Regions from separate parts of the Mus musculus genome. Here region 1 is linked to region 2. Evidence: chromatin contacts called from public Micro-C data. All regions are on one chromosome and are shown on one strand. The core of a region is the stretch at or near the end of the contact, and the rest is flanking DNA. Distances in the headings are between cores, read along the strand shown.

Region 1 (4,449 bases), core at 278-2,777, 360 kb before region 2:
AGTCCTCCAGGATGCTGGCCACAGCAAAAAGTGTGGACGGTGACACCTCCAGGCCAAGCTGAGGGCAGAGAAGTAGTCGGCCAAGGATTCCTCTGGACCCAAGGATTCCTCTGGACCGGCACTGATCCCCAGGAATCTTGGGCAAACGCACACCTGGATAGTATGTAGCAAGTTTTCTGCTGTGTCATTGCGACCTGGGACCACCTCGCAGAAGCGCTCCGTATTGGCGGTCCACAGCACGATGACCTTATCCAATCCCGCACTGGATCGGAAATCTCTAATGTCCTTTCGGATTTGCTCCAACTGGGAAAGGAAGGAGGAAGATTAGGTGGAGGTTGTCTTAAGTTGTCCGGAGGCTTGGGCCCCGGGGTATAGGAATTATTGCCAAAGGGAGAGACCATGTGGCCATGTAACAGGTGACAGTAAGGCCTGGGAGTGGGTCGAGGACCCCACCTGTTGGGCACGTGTGCCAGGGATGAGGTTGTCCGCACGTGCTGTCTGGTTGGCAGCGATGAACTCAGGAATGTAGACTGAGGGCCGCGGACGCAGGCTCTCCATGTGGGGCCACAGCTGTTCCTGCAGACCGCAGTCCAGGACCTGCGCGCGCCGCATGGCCTCGGCCAGGTTCAGCGACGAGATATCCCAGCCTGGGTTGCGGGGACCCTTAACACAGGACCCATCCCGTACCCTGGGCCCTCCCACACTTAACCCCATCCCGTCCCGAGGCTTTGCCCACCATCAAACACCAGGTCGTTGGGGGCCACCATGGGTAGCAGCGCACTGAAGGGCACAAACACCTCCCGGCCGTTCTCATCCAGACCCAAGTTCACGGTGCCCGCCTGGGTCAACGATCCATAATAGTTTGCCTCCTGGGAAGGGAGGGGGTGCGGCAAGCAGAGCAGGGTGTTGAGGGGCTGAGGGGTCCGGCTTGCTGAGACGCGCTAGTCCAACAAGCCACGCCCCTCCCCCAGTTCTGCTCGCCACACCCCCACCCCGTATTCTCCTAGTAGCCACGGCCCCCACCTTGCGACCTGTGCGCGTGGGCCAGGTTAGGCGCAGCCGATTGGCCAGAACAGCAGCAGTGAGCGTGGAGCCGTTGTTCCCGCCCCAGCCGACCAACATGACCCCGAGTCGGGGCACCTGCCGGGCGGTGCGGAAGGTGAAACGCGTAGCCCTGGGCTGCACCTAAGGAAGAGTTGGGAGTGAGTCGCGGGACCTCGGGTTCCCAGTGTCCTCCGCCGCCCGCGCCCCGCGCGCACCCGCAGCACGCCGCCCTCGCGGCTGACGCGCGTTGTCCGGTACTCGTAGCGCGCCTCGATGGTTTCGGGGCTGTAGACCACGTCCGGGCTATCCACGAGGATCTCGGCGGCGGGCTCCATCGTGGCGAGCTGTGGGCCAGAGCCAGTGAGCGCGGAATCACCACCCGAGAGCCAACCTTACGGCCTAGGATAGGTTCGTACTTACCGGCCCAGAGTTGGATCAGACTGCGGCAGCGGACAGCGTGGGCCCGAGGGCTCTGGGGCAGCGAAGAAAAACGCCGATGCCACGCCTCGACCACGCCCCTGATGGGCGTGACTTGCGACCAGGGTTCTGGGTGCTCTAAACCCAGGTAGCCGGAAGGAGTCTCAGGCGCGAGCGTCTTGCGCGTTACCTCGCTGCGCACCCTTGTACCACCAGGCAGCCAATGAGCGATGGCCACCGACAGGGAGGTGGGGCATGTCTGGTCGAGGGGCTTTTTGGGGGGGGGGGGGGTCTCAGAGCTGCTCGGCTGTCTGTCCCGCCCTCTCCCAGTCCTCCAGCTGCGATCACTGGCCTGATGGCCCTGCCCAGAGGAGGAGACAGAATGGGCAGGTCTACGCGGCCTCCCCCTGGGTAGGCACAGTGATAAGGAACATGGGAACTCGGCAGGCAGGCGGGGGAGGTGCCCCCAGAACTTTCCAAAACAAGTGGCCTCCTCCTAGCGGAAACTTTCCACAGCTGGAGCTGTGCCAAAAAGGTGGATTGTCCGAAATGTCTGCACGAAAATAAGAGGGGGCCCGCTCTGTGGGTGTCAAGACTTTATTTGCCGTTGCTAACACGAACCAGCCCAACTGAACTCATCCCGGTGAAGAGACTCAGGCAGGGTTCCCAGAGGAGGGGACTGTTGGGGATCGTTTTGATGTATGAAGGGGAGATTGTCATGGGAGAACTACAGGCGGAACCCGCTACACCCCCTAAAGTAAAGCTCCGGGGAGGGTCTCAGATGCAAGGGCTGAGGAGCACCATGGGGAAATGGGTTGTGCTTTAGATTGCTGCCCACTTTCTGTCCTCTTGTGGTGTGCCACAGTAGAAATGGCAGATTGTTTATCTCTTTTAGGTAATGAAACTGTCTGGTGGCCAATATCGGTCATCTCAGCATTTGGGAGGTTGAGGCAGAAAGACTGCACTGGGACATTCATTTTGCAAGGGGCTCGGGGCTGGGAGCAAGGCCGAGTCCCCAAAAGGGCCCTTCCCGGGAGGACATCCTTGACCAGGGTGGGGTTGGGGTCGCTGTAGCAGACTGCTCTGGTTGGGAGGTGCGTGGGGACAAGGGTTAGCCCTGGGCTCTGGGAAGGCGATGGAAGAGCATGGTCAAGCTGTTCCTAGGTAGTGAGTACACAGCGGCCCACAGGGTGCCTGACTCTCCTTCCACCCCCTCAGCTGCCTCAGAACTGTCAGAAGTCTGGCCAAGGCCTCAAGGGAGTCCTACTGACCCCAGCCCTCCCTCACAGGCTGCCTTTGACTTTTCCCTTTGAAAACAAACATGCTGCCTCTGACGCATGCCCAGCCTGTGCTTTCTGCTTGGAGCCAGGGGCTGATGGTGGCCATGCTCGGCCTCCATGGCCTCAGATGCTAGCTGGACTGACAGCTCTAAGAGACAGGTAATTCTCGCTGGGGTCTATTGTTTTTAAAAGGGTGTCAGTCTCAAGCAAACTTTCTGTCCCACCTATTCTAGTAGAGGGCAGCACCTTCTCACCTGAAGGCCTGGGTGCTGCAGGGGAGCCCACTCTGCCCATGCCCATGCCCAGCACTGCAGTGCTCACACCTTGCCAAAGCCCTCGGGGCTCTGGGTCAAGCTCTCACTTAGGGCTACCCCACCCCTACAGTGACATACTCAAACCACAGAGAGGTTAAATTCCATCAAATTTATTATAGACTTTGAAAGTTGGCGGTTCACCTGCTTTGTGTACAGAAGACAAACTCTAAGAAAGGACCTGGAGGCACCGCCTCTCTGTCAATTGTAACGTTTTGGCAAAAGTGAAGACTTTGTAAACACCAACTCCATGGCTCAAAGTAGACTTTCTCCACAGCACAGTTCAAAGGCGGGGAGAACACCAATAAGTTAGACCATGCTTAAGCTGCCAGCCACCACCTGCAGCCCCAGAGTGTGGCCCTGCCTTTCCCAAATCTCAGACAGACAACAAAATCTCAGACAATGAAACAACTCAAACATACCATCAGTTCAATCAATAGCCCTGGATGGAGTTCTCAGGGCAGGAGAGGGGTAACCTGGGATCTACCCTGAGCCTGCGCAGTGTAGCTGTGAGAGAAGTGCACCATGCAGAGCCTGGTCCTGCCCCGGAGAAGAAACCAACATCTATTGAAAGCTTGGTTCCTCTAGGGTCTGGGGACTCTAGGAATCCCAAAAGAAAGCTAAGAGCTGACTGGGGGTGGGGGACTGTGCCAGGCAGGTGCCTCCAGGCAGCCAGGCTCTTTGGAAGCCACCCAAAGACATCTTCACCATTTAAAAAAATAGACATCTGTCTTTGACATTCTTTCCCTGCCCTACAGCAGTGGCCCCCACCACCTCCCCAATGGCTTCCCTCTGAATGTGTGGAGACCCACTCATACTACATGTACACGCACACAGACACATGCACACTGATGGCCCCTTGGATTTGGATTTGGGGTATGAGACGAGGCACAGTGAGAAAGCAGCAATTGGGGGCCTCAGGCCTGCGCCCTGGAGAAGGCAAGCAAGGTGCCACCCTCAGCACCCCCCAAGTGGGACCCAGCAGGGAGGTGATCCCAGGACCCACAAATGGATGGAGGGACAGACAGAACCACACAGCCACAGTGTGACATGAAGGGCAGTGTGTTGGGGACTGAGGAGCACATGCTGCGGAGGCCGCTGCTAAGAGCTTTGGGCACAGCCAGCAAACTGCAGCAACCTTGTCCGCTGGGGATCTGAAGGCAGCAGGGCCTGGCACTCGCTGCTCACTCTCCCTGGGGCTTCTAACACTTGGAGGCGTGGGCCTTGGAGGAGGCACGGAGTAGAAAAGGTACAAAAATAGATGTCTCTGCGGCAGCTAAAGGGCCGAGTTCATATAAAACTAGGAAAGGCAGGCGGAGCCGTCAGGTCTGCCTGTCTGTGCTAGGGCCAGGCCTGAAGCTGCCGCTGGTCATACTCTGCGATGAGCCTCTTAATGT
Region 2 (4,737 bases), core at 1,365-3,864:
CACAGGCCAAACATCTTAACTTACCTTGAGCTTTAAGATGGAGAGCTTCACCAACAGCTTCGGAATCCCCATACCGTTTAGATTTCTCCTGTAATACACTGTCCAAAGATTCCTGCGCCATCCGCCTTGCTGCCATGGTTTTTTTTTTCTCCTATAGTAAGAGAAGTCACATTAATCAAGACAGCTTGCCTCAGGTCAAAAATCACCACCCAAAACAGGGTAACAGAACTGGAAGAATGACCCTAGAAAAAAAGTATTTAGGAAAGGTGTGGCCACTCAGACTCACAGTTTAGAGAAGGGTTTCCCAGAGCTCTTCACCTCTGAGAATTCTCTGGAAGAGCGAGTGACACTCTCACAAGAGGATAATAAGCTAGCAACTGTATACTCTGAGTTAGTCTCAGTACAAGATCTCTTTTGCTTCTTTCAGCAACACACCCAGGAGCTGAGTCCCTATAGCACAGAAAGAGCTGGGTGTGGTACTGCAGGCAGAGATTCCAACTGAGGCAATGGGATTTCCTGTTCCAGGGCAACCAAGACAATACAATGAGAACCTATATAAAGGGCTGAGGGACAGGAGAGGTGGCTCAGTGTTTAAAGAGTGTTTGCTGCTCTCGCAGAGAGCCTCAGTTCAGAACCCAGCATCCACACTGAGCAACCAACAAGTAAAATCTTAAAAGGGGAATAGAGGCTGAGCTGGTTTCAGTAAGGGGCCTAACAAGATGGCCTGAGTTCAAAACTGGCCAAGTTCTGACTTCCACCCATGTGCTGTGGCAAACATGTGCCCAAAAGTACCCAAAACTAAGCAGGAAAAAAAGCTGGGCATGAGGACATATGTGCCTGTAATCTCTGATGAAGACAAGGAAGAAAGATCACTGGAGCTTGGTGATCAGCCAGACTAGCCAATCAGTAACCAGACATCAATTTCTGGCCTACACACACACACACACACACACACACACACACACACTCACTCTTTCTCCTCCCTCTCTCACAAACACACACATACACACACAGAGGTATCTGGTGGTACAAGCATGTAATCTCAGCTATTTAAGAGGCTGAGCAACAGGTTTGCAGGTTTAAAACCTGTGTGAGCTACCTAGTTTATTCCAGACCAGCCTAGGCTACATAGCAAGACCCAGTTTTGTGTGTGCATGAGGGTTTTGTTTTGTTGTTGTTTGGATTTTTTGCAACTACAACAGAGTAGCCCACTTTGGCATGAGCACTAAACCTCTGATCCTCCTGCTTTTGCCTTCCAAGAACTAGGATTGCCAGTGTGCACTGCCAGGTTCTGCAGACCCAATCTTTTTAGTTTTATTTACTTTTTTTTTTTTTTTTTTTTTGGTAGCATGGTTGAGTAGGAGAGATTCCAAATGATCTCCTTACACACCTCTGGTTGGCCTCAAACTTTGTGTGTGCACACACACACATACATACACACTAAGGTTGGCATTGAAAGGAAAATCCACCCTGTCTCTGCCTCCTGGGAACTGGGATTATAGGGGTGAGCCATCATAATCAGTTTGAGACCCTGCCTTAAAAAAAAAAAAAAAAAAAAAGAAAAAGAAAAAGAAAGAAAGAAAAAAGGAATGAAAGAAAAAAATGTTCACACACGGGAGAAAAGCAGACTTGAAGAAGTGAACCACTAGGTCAGGCATCCTAATGTTGAGCCTGACCAACAGGGCATTCATTGTGAGGGCACTTTCTGAATGTTAAAAAAAAATAAGGCAGCATACATATCAGTGACAGCCTTCCTTATGACACTTCCAACTTCAAGAGGTAAACCTCCCTTCTGGTCATTTCTATAACCATCACCCCGTTTCCCCACACCCTGGGAAAGCGATAGGACGCCCCTTGTTCTCTGTCATTTAAGAGCAGGGACTCCTCCGGGTCAGCTGATCCTGAAATTTAATCAAGGTACCTAATCTGTCTGCACCTCCGTTTCCCCGTCTATGGTACTGGCAGACTCGGAGGCTGCAGTGGTTCCCGGCAGCTGGAGGCCCGAAGCCCGCTCGCCGTTACGCCCAACTCGCCCGGCCGACTGAGGGCTCAAGCGTAATGAATGGACCCGCCAGACAGGCTGGAGGAGCGCGCTCGCCCTAGAGACACCCAGAGTCCTTCCCACCCCGGGCCAGCCCTCCCAGGTCTCCAGGGCCCGGGCCTCACCCGGAGCCTGCCGCGTGCGGTGCCGCCCCCGCCGCTGCCGCCGCCGCCTCGGGCCCCTTATCCACCGCCTGGCGAGGCGGGGAGATGCAAATGAGCCAACGGTTTCCGCAGCGCCGCGTCGCGCAGGCGCAAGCCTCTGCCTTGCCTTGGTGCGCAGGCGCTGGCTGCCACCGCCTAGGTCCTCATGCGCAAGCGTCGAGGGCAGCCATCTTCGCTCTTTCGCGCAGGCGCGCTGCTCACTTCTCAGGGCCGAGTCTACCTAGGTGAAAACTATCTCTTTTGAGGGGAAGCGACACCTAGGAGTAGCATTGAGAGTACTGCAAGAGTCTCAGGCCCACGCGTATTCTGTGGCTCCCTTCGCTTTACCTGTGCTCGCGGTCGCCCTCGTTGCCCCGGAAAGGAGCCTCTCGGCTGAAGGAGGGACGCCGAGGCGAGGCGGCGCCTCTGCGCTTGCGCTTATATGGTGGCTCGAAGGAGCCAAAGGCAAAGTCTCGGGTGACAGCTGCGAGCCCCACCCTTTCCCCACGTGGCTGCGTAGACCCGGTGAGGAGCACCGGCCGCCTGTGCTTGTGGCTGGCGCAGTGGGGAGTGGGCGCCGCGGGGTCGGGGTGGTGGTGTTTGCACGACTCTCGCGGACTTGGTTTGGGGGAAGGAGAGAATCGTCCCAGAGATACTTGGGAAGCAAATGCTTCGCCTTTCTTGTGCAGGTTCTTTCATTCATTTTATTCATTCGCGCTGCGCCTGTGTGCACCTGAGCACCTGCTACAGGGTCGGCCGCATTCTAGGCAGTGGAGCCAGGAGTACAAGAGGTTCAAGACAGTGTGACTCTGGTTCAGGGGACGCTGGTGTTGCTGTTCATGTAGTAGTGATGGAGCGGGCGTGGTTGCTGCACCTGTCATGACTGCTTTAGGGAGACAGAAGGATTGATGAGTTCTAGACCGGCTTTGGCTATGTAGCCAGCCCATATTTCAGAATAAAAACAGCCAAAAGAAAGAACAGGCGTTGTGGTGCACTCAAGAAGCAGAGGCAGAAGGATTGCTGCGAGTTTGATACCAGTCTGGGCTACAAGACCAGACACTGCCTCAAAAACAACTGATGAGCCAGGGGGTTGTTTGGAGACTGGAAATCAGGAGTTCAAGGTCAGTCAGGTCTACATGAATCCCTAACATAAAAAACAAAAACGGGATTATTTCATGTGACAGTAAGGCTGCTTGACCTAGACAGGTTTTGTTTACTTGAGGGGCAAGACGGGGGAGGGGGTCAGGAGGGTCTCACTGTGTAGATCAGGCTGGCCAGAAACTCACAGAGGTCTACCATTTCTGCCTCCGTTGTTCTGGTATCAGTGTTTCTTGTTTTGTTGTTGTTTTTCAAGCCAGGATTTCTCCGTGTCGTCCTGGCTGTCCAGGAACTTGCACTGTAGACTGTGCTGGCCTCCAGTTCAGAGGTTAGCCTGCCTCTGCTTCATTTGTGCTTTAATAACTATTATTATTAATAAATTATTTGTTATCAATATTATTTAACATCATCATGACTATTGTGTGTTTACATGTATGCACAAGTTGTGAACTACCAGATGTGAGTGCTGAAACTGAACTCAAGTTGTGATGATGGAGCGGCACACCTTCACCTGCTGACTGAACACTTTTTTCCCAGCACCTCAGCTTTTACACTCGTTCCTTCCACACAGGGTCTCACTCTGTAGCCTAGGCTGGCTTGGGGCTGGAGATCACAGGCTTGTACCATAAAGCCCTAACCAGAGTGTGGCTTTTACAAATTTGATCTTTATACATTGATGTGTCATTTATACTGTGTCCTTCATGTAAGATCAGAGGACTTGTGGGAGTCAATTTTCTCCTATGGCTTTGTGAGCTTCAGGGTTGGAATTTTTGTTTTTGTTGTCTGGACAATCTCTTGTACCCTTGAATTCCCCATCCTTCTGCCCCAAGCCTTCTGCTGCTGAGATGACAGTTGCATGCCACCACACCCGATTCGTGATTCTAGACTGTTGTAAAGAAGAGCATCAGAAAACTTTGATAATGTTGGCTATGGACTGTGCAGTAGAAAATAGTGCTCAGCTCAGTGAGATGGCTCAGCAGCTAAGGTGCTTGCTGCCAAGCTCGAGGACCTGAGTTCAACCCCCAGGATCTCCATGTTGAAGAGAGCTGCAGACTGTTCTTTGCCTGTGACACAGCAAATGCAAGCCAACACTTGCAAGTGGATAAAATGCAATTTAAATAAAGTTAAATAAAATAGTGTTGTAGAACAATCAGGCTTGGTAGGGAACATGCTACCATGAGTGAGACCCTGGGCACCAACCCCCACTGCCAAGTAACACTGACATCTGTTGTATTTTGTTTATGCCTTGATATTTAATCGAATACCACCTGTTTCCCTCATCTTGGTGGATTGCTTACTGAGACCAGGGTTCACATAGCCTGGATTTTTTTTGTTTGTTTGTTTGCCTTTGTCTTGTTTGTTTTGGGTTAGGGTCTCACTGTGTAGCTTTGTCTGGATTAGAACTGAATGTGGATGAGGCTGGTCTTGAACTCCCAGATATCCACCTGCCTCTCT

Evidence for each region. A called contact is a pair of places that touch in the nucleus more often than the background predicts.
Region 1: a Micro-C map of embryonic stem cells shows a contact between it and region 2, with 4 times the contacts expected there. The contact joins the promoter of Isyna1 here to the promoter of Sugp2 in region 2. A contact is called at or near these places in 2 of 39 promoter capture datasets (cranial neural crest and neural stem cells), 2 of 484 Hi-C or Micro-C datasets (both in embryonic stem cells), 1 of 115 datasets of contacts at active chromatin or transcription factors (double positive thymocytes) and 1 of 9 other capture datasets (liver).

The regions. Positions count from the first base shown.
Region 1 is chr8:70,591,559-70,596,007 of GRCm38.p6, reverse strand. It overlaps Isyna1 (myo-inositol 1-phosphate synthase A1), which reads right to left and starts at 1,527. Exons shown (of 11, transcript NM_023627.1): 1 at 1,465-1,527; 2 at 1,260-1,388; 3 at 1,024-1,185; 4 at 737-869; 5 at 454-647; 6 at 154-303; 7 at 1-58. The coding sequence starts at 1,379. Ell (elongation factor RNA polymerase II) reads right to left here. Exons shown (of 12, transcript NM_007924.2): 12 at 3,150-4,449. The coding sequence ends at 4,394.
Region 2 is chr8:70,232,082-70,236,818 of GRCm38.p6, reverse strand. Sugp2 (SURP and G patch domain containing 2) reads right to left here and starts at 2,614. Exons shown (of 11, transcript NM_172755.4): 1 at 2,167-2,614; 2 at 25-151. The coding sequence starts at 136. Armc6 (armadillo repeat containing 6) reads left to right here and starts at 2,397. Exons shown (of 8, transcript NM_133972.2): 1 at 2,397-2,709.